2 separate regions of the Mus musculus genome follow, and region 1 is linked to region 2. Evidence: chromatin contacts called from public HiChIP or PLAC-seq data. All regions are on one chromosome and are shown on one strand. The core of a region is the stretch at or near the end of the contact, and the rest is flanking DNA. Distances in the headings are between cores, read along the strand shown.

Region 1 (4,641 bases), core at 1,045-3,544, 420 kb after region 2:
AAGGAGCCTGGCCATGTCCCAGCCACCCGTGTCTCCAAATATAGGGTAGCTGACGAAGACTGAAAACCATCTCTCACTAAGCACCTGATTTGGGGCGCAATGTGCTATCCAACCCATAAACAAACTGGGAAAGCAACATCTGGATAAGGGACGAGGCCTGGGGGAAAGGGCTGAAAATGATGAAAGCTTCCAGAGTTGTCATGGAGCTTAATATGTTTGGAATGGATGAACCTTGCCCTATAGAGAGGATGGGAAAATGGCAGAGGGCTGAGGACTGAGGGTCCAGTTGCGCCTGTGGCAAGCCACAAAGTAAAGACCAAGCTCTAGAGCTACTGGGAAGAGATGATACTGTTCCTTGAGGAGACATGGGTGTCCCCATACCCCAACAAAGAAACCACTATGGGTAGGAGGAAGCTTTGGCCGGAGAAGGGGAAAAGCTGCTAGAAATAATGCCCAAAAGCAGGAGGCAGAAAACGAGGCTTTGTTTCTTCAAGGGAGCCCTGCTTAAACAGAACAGGCTACCCTGAGCAGGCAGAAGAAGGCATAGCATTCTAGGCTGTCCAACCGGCAGCCCGCCGGCTACATGCAGCCAAGCACAGTTACAAATGCAGCCTAACACTCAATTATACATTTCTTTAAAACATTATAAGGATTCTTTGATTGATTGATTGATTGATTGATTGGAACTAGAGTTGCATCGTTCTCAATAGTGAACTTTGTAGACAACAACGTCCTACTGCAATGTCAAAAGGCTGGGCATGGCAGCAACAGTTAGCATTAACTGTTAACTAATAAAATAATGTGCAAACATGCCAGCTGAGAGGGAGGGGCACAGCCTCGAACCTTAAGAGAAGGAACTCTTGTCTTTGAACAGGTATCAGACACCATCTGCCTACACTTGCTCCTAGAGAGTTAGGAAGGTCTCTAAAGGCAACAGATAGATATAGATACAGTCTCTAAAGGCAAGAGACTGTAATTACCGTTATAAACACCAGCATCCAGATACACTGCCTGGGAGAAGGCAGGGAGCAAGAAAAAGCTGGCTGGATGGATGGACGAGTGGCTGAATGATAAACATGATGTTCTTCTCTTACTGGGATGTGCACACATGTAGAAACCAGAGGTCTGTGTCAAATGTCTTCCTTAATTGCTAGCCACCTTATTTTTATCCCTTTTTTTCATGTTTCGTGTGTGTTGTTGTTGTCATTGTTGTTGTTGTTGTTCTCTTCTTCTTCTTCTTCTTCTTCTTCTTCTTCTTCTTCTTCTTCTTCTTCCTCTTCCTCTTCCTCCTCCTCCTCCTCCTCTTCCTCCTCCTCTACATCTTTATGCACAGGCATAGATAAGTGGAATCATGTTTGATCAGTTTCCCTTTTCACTGGGGCAGGGACTCTCTATCAAACGCAGAGCTTTCCAATATGACTAGTCTTGCTAGCCAGCTTGCTCTGGAGAACCCAGCTCTGCCTCCAAAGGCTGGAATTACAAGCAGATACCACACCCCCTTGTTGTTTCACATGGGTTTCTATGGACCCAAATTCCCATCTTCTGGCCTGTATGTCTAGTATTTAACAGCCAAGCAAGCCATCTATCTGTCCAGCCCTTCACCTCATTTTTTGAGATAAGACCTGCCACTGAGCTTTGCCGCTGTCCTGTTTGGCGACATTGGCTGGCCAGCAAGCTCCGGGAATCCACCTGTCTCCACCTCAGCAGTGCTGGGATTACAGATCCCTCATCTGTCTTTTTCTGTGAGTGCCGGGGAACTGAACTCGCGTCTTCGTTCTTGCCAGCTCCCCAGCCAGAGCTTTACACAGCAGAGGGCAGGACTCTCTCCTTTCTCTGGAGATGCTGCCACGCATGTTCAGCAGATATTCACAGAGAGGCCTGGGAGTAGGCAGACAGACTAACCACTGCAGATACAGACAGACGCTGCTGCCTCTGTAGAGGCTCTGACCTCTCAAATCTTCTCCAGGCAGTCAGGAACCCACACAGCCCTTTCAGGAAATCCAGCCCCAGGCCACAGGGTGTCCACTGAAACTGACCTTGGGGCCTCCCCTGACCTTGTCACATCCCCAGCTTCTTCTCCCCTGGATGGAGGACAGCCAGAGGAATGTTCCCCGACCAATTTGTCCTTGGCTGATGGTCTTTCCTCCCACCGTGTCACGTCATAGGGCCCAGCCCTTTTTTTTCCTCTTGTCACTCAGCCACAAAACTCATTTCTTCCCATGGATCCCCCATACTGCAGAACGACTAGCTCACCCTGAGCAACGAGGAAACACACAGAATGTGAGTCAGGAAAAAAATGTGGCAATACATTCAAACACTCTGGCTCCTAGCAAGTAAAGCTCGCCACCGGCTTTGTTCTCCATCAAGGGAAAGCACCCTGGCAGCTCCTTCCTCACCTGGAGAAAGTTGGTGACCGCACAGACAGCATCACCTTCACGGTCATTAACACTGCTGTGGATTTATGTTTGTTTTCAACCCTAAAAGGAAAAAGTGTCTCCCAGGTAACTAGGGAAAATATTCAAGTGTCGAAATAATCAGGCAGGAAGGCAGGCAGGATGTTTCAAATGCATGAGCCATGTGTGCCGGCCTCTGGAGCATTGCCTTGTTCAGCGTCAGAAGACGTATCAGATCAAAGGGGAGGGACTTTCTCCTCTGGCTTCATCATCTGCCTGACCACAGAAGTCCATCAGCTTTGTGACATTGTTTCAGTCTAAATCTCATAAAAGGAACTCCAGTTCAGCTGCTGTCACAGTGTATTGTTACCATTAAGACTTCCTCCTCTTTTCTGAGTTGGTGCTTGGCACAGCGCTCATGCACAGCAGGTACCCATTTGGGTGACATCCAAGGCTAGCACTCTACCTCACCAGGAGGGTCTTCTCTTCAAGGTAGGCTGCCAGCAGGGGATCTGAACAGCAGTGGTGGTCTGTAGTAGCAAACACTACATGTTTCTAAGTGCTTCAGAGATGTGTAGTTCTAAAGCCCTGAACACCCAGGAAATAGTTGGGTCACAGGTAACCCTCCCTAGGATTCAGACACCTAGAGGCTGACGAATCCAGCTGTTCCCCCAAATCAGTTACAACTTCTCCAAGAATCCTCTTCCATGAACAGACTATACTGCCTGGCTTGGGGCTATCAAAGGAAAAAGAGCAGACTGCTTCTGCCCAGCTCTGCATGGGACCTGCAACTTTTCCAACGGGCTGTCCTGAGCTTCAACAGTGAGCTATACCATTCCTAACACCTACGTTAGGACGATCTGGCCAAAAGCAAGGTAACCCTGGGACAAGGAGAGTGTCAGCTCAGACCATCTTCCCCTTCTTCTGACTTAGGGTCTTAGCCTGCCTTTTCTTCATTAGAATCTATGTCCCATTACCTATAATGCCTTTGTCATTCTGCAGAGCATCTGTGTCCATACACACACACACACACACACACACACACACACACACACACACACCCCAGGGAAGGAGGGTTCACGTATGTGTTAACAATACAAGAACAAATTCCTAGAGAGCAAGTGACATGACATGCTCACTCACAAGTGGACCTGGTGAAACTTCAGAGCTGAGTTATGGATAACATGGTTTTTCTATTAGAAAAAAAAACCCATGTATACAAAATTATGCATGTTCCTGGGTACCAATCCCTATCCCCATTAAAAAAAAAAAAAAGCACATTAAGAAAAGCCAAAAACCTATAGAAAAAAAATGTAAATAGAAGAGTGCTAATTATTTACTGTCTCATAATCTAATGTCAAACGGCTCTGAAGCCTCCCCCGGCACTCAGCATCAACTGTACATTCCCCAAAGGCCTGATGGCCAACATTCTCCGCTGCACAGCACCCAGGCTGCAGCTGGGCTCCAGCCAGGGGAGGTGTAAGCTGTGCTCTGCCCAACTCACTGCCTGCCAGCTCTGGTCTTGAGTCTAGGATCTTTCCCCAGTTCCCTGCACGCCTGCTCGTGAGCATGAGCCATAAATTAGCTGGGTCCACTTTCTGCCCTTGGTACTTCCAAGTGTCAGGGGGATGAATTTGCCTTTTCCTGCTCTGCCCTGAGGCCTACACCACCAGGTTTGTATTACATCCATCTTTCTTTTCTCTTTCTTTCTTTCTTCCTTTCTTCCTTCCTTCCTTCCTTTCTTTTCTTTTCTTTCTTTCTTTCTTTCTTTCTTTCTTTCTTTCTTTCTTTCTTTCTTTTTTAAAGCAACAGAAATCTGGTCAATGATTTGTAGCAACCACAGCTGCAGCCTGTGTGCTGGAAGCTCTGACTGGCCCTTCAGAGAGAAGCAGAAATTGAGCACCTTAGACTTATGTTCTTGACAGGATCCATGACAGGCCAGCATTAGGTCAAGCTGGAATCAGGTATGGTGATTAAAAGATTAAGTCAATACCAAAGAGATGCCCAGCACATAAACTAAGGTGGCTTCTAAGGAAACTGAGCTCAAGCAAAACTATGAAGGGAAATTGAGCTTCGGAAGAAGAAAGCTGTTAACAGACCCGTCACTTGAACCCCATCAGCACTGCGGGGACTCCATTCACATCTGTCTCCCTTTCCTGGCTCACTCTAGCAGACACTGGAAAAATTGCTAGCAATAGCACAAGCACCACAAACTCTGACCGGTGTTCTCTCATCCTGACCTCTGTGA
Region 2 (4,021 bases), core at 1,058-3,557:
GATTTTAGCCTGTTGGTTGTAGAAAACTGCAGGCAATGGTCATGAGTAGACAATGACTCTAGACACACCTAAACAAAGATCAGTTGAGTGGCAAAGAAAGGTAGACATTACAGGAAGGTGGCCCAGAGCTCTGGCAGGAAGGGGGAGGCAACCATTCAGAAAACATTTCCATGGAATACAGAGCAGGACTTCTTGAGCCCTCATGTTGGTGCCCAAGAATAGTCAGCAATAGAAGCTGATGTCCCTAGAGTGCCCCCCCCCCCCAGTGCTTGCTGGGTTATCTTATTCTTGGAGGCAGGTCTGATGATTACTCATTTGACAGATGGGGAAACTGAGGCCTAGTGAGGTCAAGCCGTTCATTTTCCTAAGCTCTTTCTGTTCATAAGACATGAGCCCAGAAGTTAAACATGCCATTTCCCTGTGATAGTAGAAATAACAGTGTGAAGTGGTCACACATCTGTAGCTCAGGGTCCTGGGTGGTATGACTGGAAACCTAGAAACCCAAGTGTCCTATTGCTTGGCTTCTCTCTTAAGGATGAATCTTATACATTACAGAGGAAAACAGTGGGTTGTCACAAGATACCCACTGTGTGTGTGTGTGTGTGTGTGTGTGTGTGTGTGTGTGTGTGTATGAGAGAGAGAGAGAGAGAGAGAGAGAGAGAGAGAGAATGAATGAATGAATGAATGAATGTACATGTGTCAGGCACAGAAGTGAAGGCAAGAAGTCAACCTTGAACGTTATCTCTCAGACCCTGTTGTTTGAGACAGGATCTCTCCATAGCCTGGAACTTGCTGATTATACAAGACTGGCTGCCCAGTAAGCACTGGGGATCCACATGTCCCCACCCCTCCCGAGCTGGGATTACAAGCTCACATCGCTCATATCACTGTACCTAGATTTTTCACATTGAGTGCTATGGATTGGGCTCAGGTTCTCCTCCTTACACGGCAAGCAAGCACTTTACCAACAGAGCTGCTGCCCTCAACTGACACTCTGAAATATTTCCTATTTCCCAGTTAACTAGAACTGTGGGCATTGAGAAGGGCTGACTGCTAGACCAAAGAGCCCTATCTCTGCGAGTGTTTTAGGTTTCAGTGCCTAAGACCCTTTCTTTCCCTTTAGGGATCCTCCTCTTACAGACTGGCTGCTCTTAGCTTTCTGCTGATGTGATAAACACCAAGACTAACAACAACCTGGGGAGAAAATGGTTTATCTCATTTTACAGGTTCTCCTCCATCATGAAGTCACAACAGCTCCAGACAGGAGCCTGCAAGTAGAAGCTGAAACAGCCACTATGAAGGAGTCCTGCTTACCAGTAAGTTCAGGTCCACTTGCCTAGGGATGGAACCGCCCACAGTGAGCTGGGCCCTCCTACACCAACTAACAATAAAGAGAAATGCCTCACAGACACGTCCACAGGCCAGTCTGATGAAAGCGATTTCTCAGCTGAGATGCCCCTTTCCCAGGTGACTGACTCTAGGTTTGTGTCAAGCTGACAGCTGAAGCTAAGGATGATACTGGGATATGAGCTGTCATCCAGTCTCCTCCCCTCTTTCTTTCCTGACACCCTGGAAGGAAAAAAAAGGCATAGGCCTTCTTTATCTCATGAGCTCTACCAGCCACTATGCAAGGCCAGGAAAAGAGACACAGGTATTTGGTAAGGCTGTTTGCCTTGCCTTGCCTTGCCTTGCCTTTCCTGCTCCCTAGTTAATGAAACTAAAGTGGCCCAAGCCTTCTTTGCTGGAGGAACTTCAAGCACCCAAGACAACATTTGGAAATATCTGGAGATAAGTTTGATTCTACAACTGGCAGCAAGGGAGGTGTGCTATTGGCATCTGGTGGACAGAGGCTGTGGATGCTGATGAAAGTCCTGCAATGCACAGGGCATCTCTGTGGCAAAGGGGGATGTTACTATGGAGAAATTACTGTTGGAAATGGAGACACACATTCATGAGTTTAATTTCCCAAGGAACACTAGGGCTCTGCTTAGAGGACCTCAGTCTTTGTGAGGCTCTTTCTTCTCTGGGTATTGTGGGTTGGTGTTACCATCCATCCTCCCTCCCCTCCCCTCCCCTCCCCTCCCCTCCCCTCCCCTCCCCTCCCCTCCCCTCCCCTCCCCTCCCCTCCCCTCTCCTTCCTTCCTTCCTTCCTTCCTTCCTTCCTTCCTTCCTTCCTTCTTTTTTTTTTTTCAGGGCCTTGTAAAAGGGCATGCAAAGTACTTGCATGCAAAGTAAGGCACATACCACTGAGCTATATTCCCAGCCCTCTGTGACCATCTTCAAACAATGCAGTGGAGGTCGATTAGTCATGCCCTGTGGCCTTCACACTTGGAGGTCGATTAGTCATGTCTTGTGGACTCCATGCTTGAGAGGGCCTCTCTCTGTCTTCAGACCAAGGACCCCAGCTTCACATTCTCCTGCACAGTCATGTTCAGAGCACTCACACCTCTTTAATTACATAAAGAGAGTTCTCAGGGAAAGCATGACAAGAAACAAGAACCCTGAAATTGCGGGTAAAATATAAACAAATGTTTTGGCTGATGCAGTGCACATTTTTTAATCACACAGCGTGTTTTCAGAGTGCACAGAGCCCTGCCCAGAATGGCTCAAATTAAAGATCAAAGGCAGTGCCGTGACAAGACAGAGTGGTGCTCCAAGCCAACTTCACATGCCTGCTCCCCCTCCCTGCAAACAGCTCTGTGCTCATCCCTTCCCCTAAGAGGAGTTTGTCTGAAGCCCCCATTAAGACAGTGAGCACTGATTAAAGGGTGATTTATCTATTTATTTATTTTTGATCTGTTTAGTTTCTCTTTCATGGTGGGGGATGTTTTAGAGTATAGTTAGATAGCACATATTTAAATAAACGGAAGACTGTGATAGAAACAGAGCCAGTTTTCAAAGACACATACGTCTGAGACTCAGAAAGTAGAAACTATCCAGACATTCAAACTTGAGGCAGGAGATAGAAAGCTGGCCAAGGGTGGGCGGAGGCCCCTCTGGGAACATGCAGGACACCTGGCCACATGAGCCTTGGGTGCAAAGGTGACTCCAAGAATCCAAGAGCCCAGATGTTCCTACCCTGTTGTGTGGGCAAAGCACAGATGAAATGAGCTAGAAATACAGAGGCTGTGTGGTCAGCAATCCTGAAGGGATACATTGGCTGCTGTGGGTATGATGGCTTTGATCTGGATGGGGACAGGGCACAACAAAAACAAAGAGAAGCTTACAGGGAGGCTGAAAACTGTGGGTTTGAGAGACAGCATGAGGGTGGATCTGGAGGGGAAGAAAGCATGTCAATCATTGTCACAAAGGAATAATTGGAGGTGGGGGAGGGAAGCTACAAATCATGCTATGTGTCATGTCTCCAGCACTGACCAATGGATAATTAATGGACCTAAGAGCCACCCCACATGACCCTAGCACCCAGAAGTGGAGGCAGGAAGACCTGGGGTCATCTTTAAAGACATACTCAGTTTGAGGACAGGCAGGCCTACGTGAGACGGCTGAGGAGATAACCCAGCGGCTAAAACTCTTGCCATGGAAGTGTGAAAACCAGAGTTTAGACCCTAGAAGCCACTTAAATTCCAGCTGGACATAGTGGTCTGCCTCTAAATCCAGCTTTGGGAGGTACAGAGAAAGGCTCTTCAGAGCTGGCCTGGGAGACTCTAGCCATATTGGTGACCTCTGGATGTCACTGAGGAACCCTGCCTCAAAGGATGAGGTACAGGAATGATGGAGATGATTGCCAGCTTCAACCTCTGGCCCCCACACGCATGCAAACACAAATGCATACACTTCCACAGACGTGTGCCCATCTATACACAGAAATGTGCACACCCCATAGTGAACAAATTGGAAAAAGGAAAAACAAAATAGCAATGAGTTGCCTGGTTGCCAGTGACAGATGTAAAACACCAGGTCCCTCTGAGGATGTGCTCAGAAAGAACTCTCAGCTCCTCCTGCACCACGCCCACCATGTTCCCGCCTTGATGATAATGGACGGAACCTCTGACCTGTAAAC

Evidence for each region. HiChIP or PLAC-seq counts read pairs in DNA pulled down with a chosen protein or histone mark.
Region 1: an HNF4G HiChIP or PLAC-seq map of pancreatic cancer cells shows a contact between it and region 2. The contact joins two enhancer-like sites.

The regions. Positions count from the first base shown.
Region 1 is chr9:60,502,492-60,507,132 of GRCm38.p6, forward strand. All of the region lies in intron 1 of Thsd4 (thrombospondin, type I, domain containing 4), which reads right to left. Among named protein-coding and RNA genes, the nearest start is that of Thsd4, 6.2 kb to the right of the region's middle. Within about 2 kb of position 2,295, at least 50 of the 459 cell types and tissues checked have an H3K27ac peak or open chromatin away from gene starts, as enhancers often do. A contact at or near this core is called in pancreatic cancer cells, where this site is marked.
Region 2 is chr9:60,079,849-60,083,869 of GRCm38.p6, forward strand. All of the region lies in intron 7 of Thsd4 (thrombospondin, type I, domain containing 4), which reads right to left. Among named protein-coding and RNA genes, the nearest start is that of Gm7616, 130 kb to the left of the region's middle. Within about 2 kb of position 2,308, at least 39 of the 459 cell types and tissues checked have an H3K27ac peak or open chromatin away from gene starts, as enhancers often do. A contact at or near this core is called in pancreatic cancer cells, where this site is marked.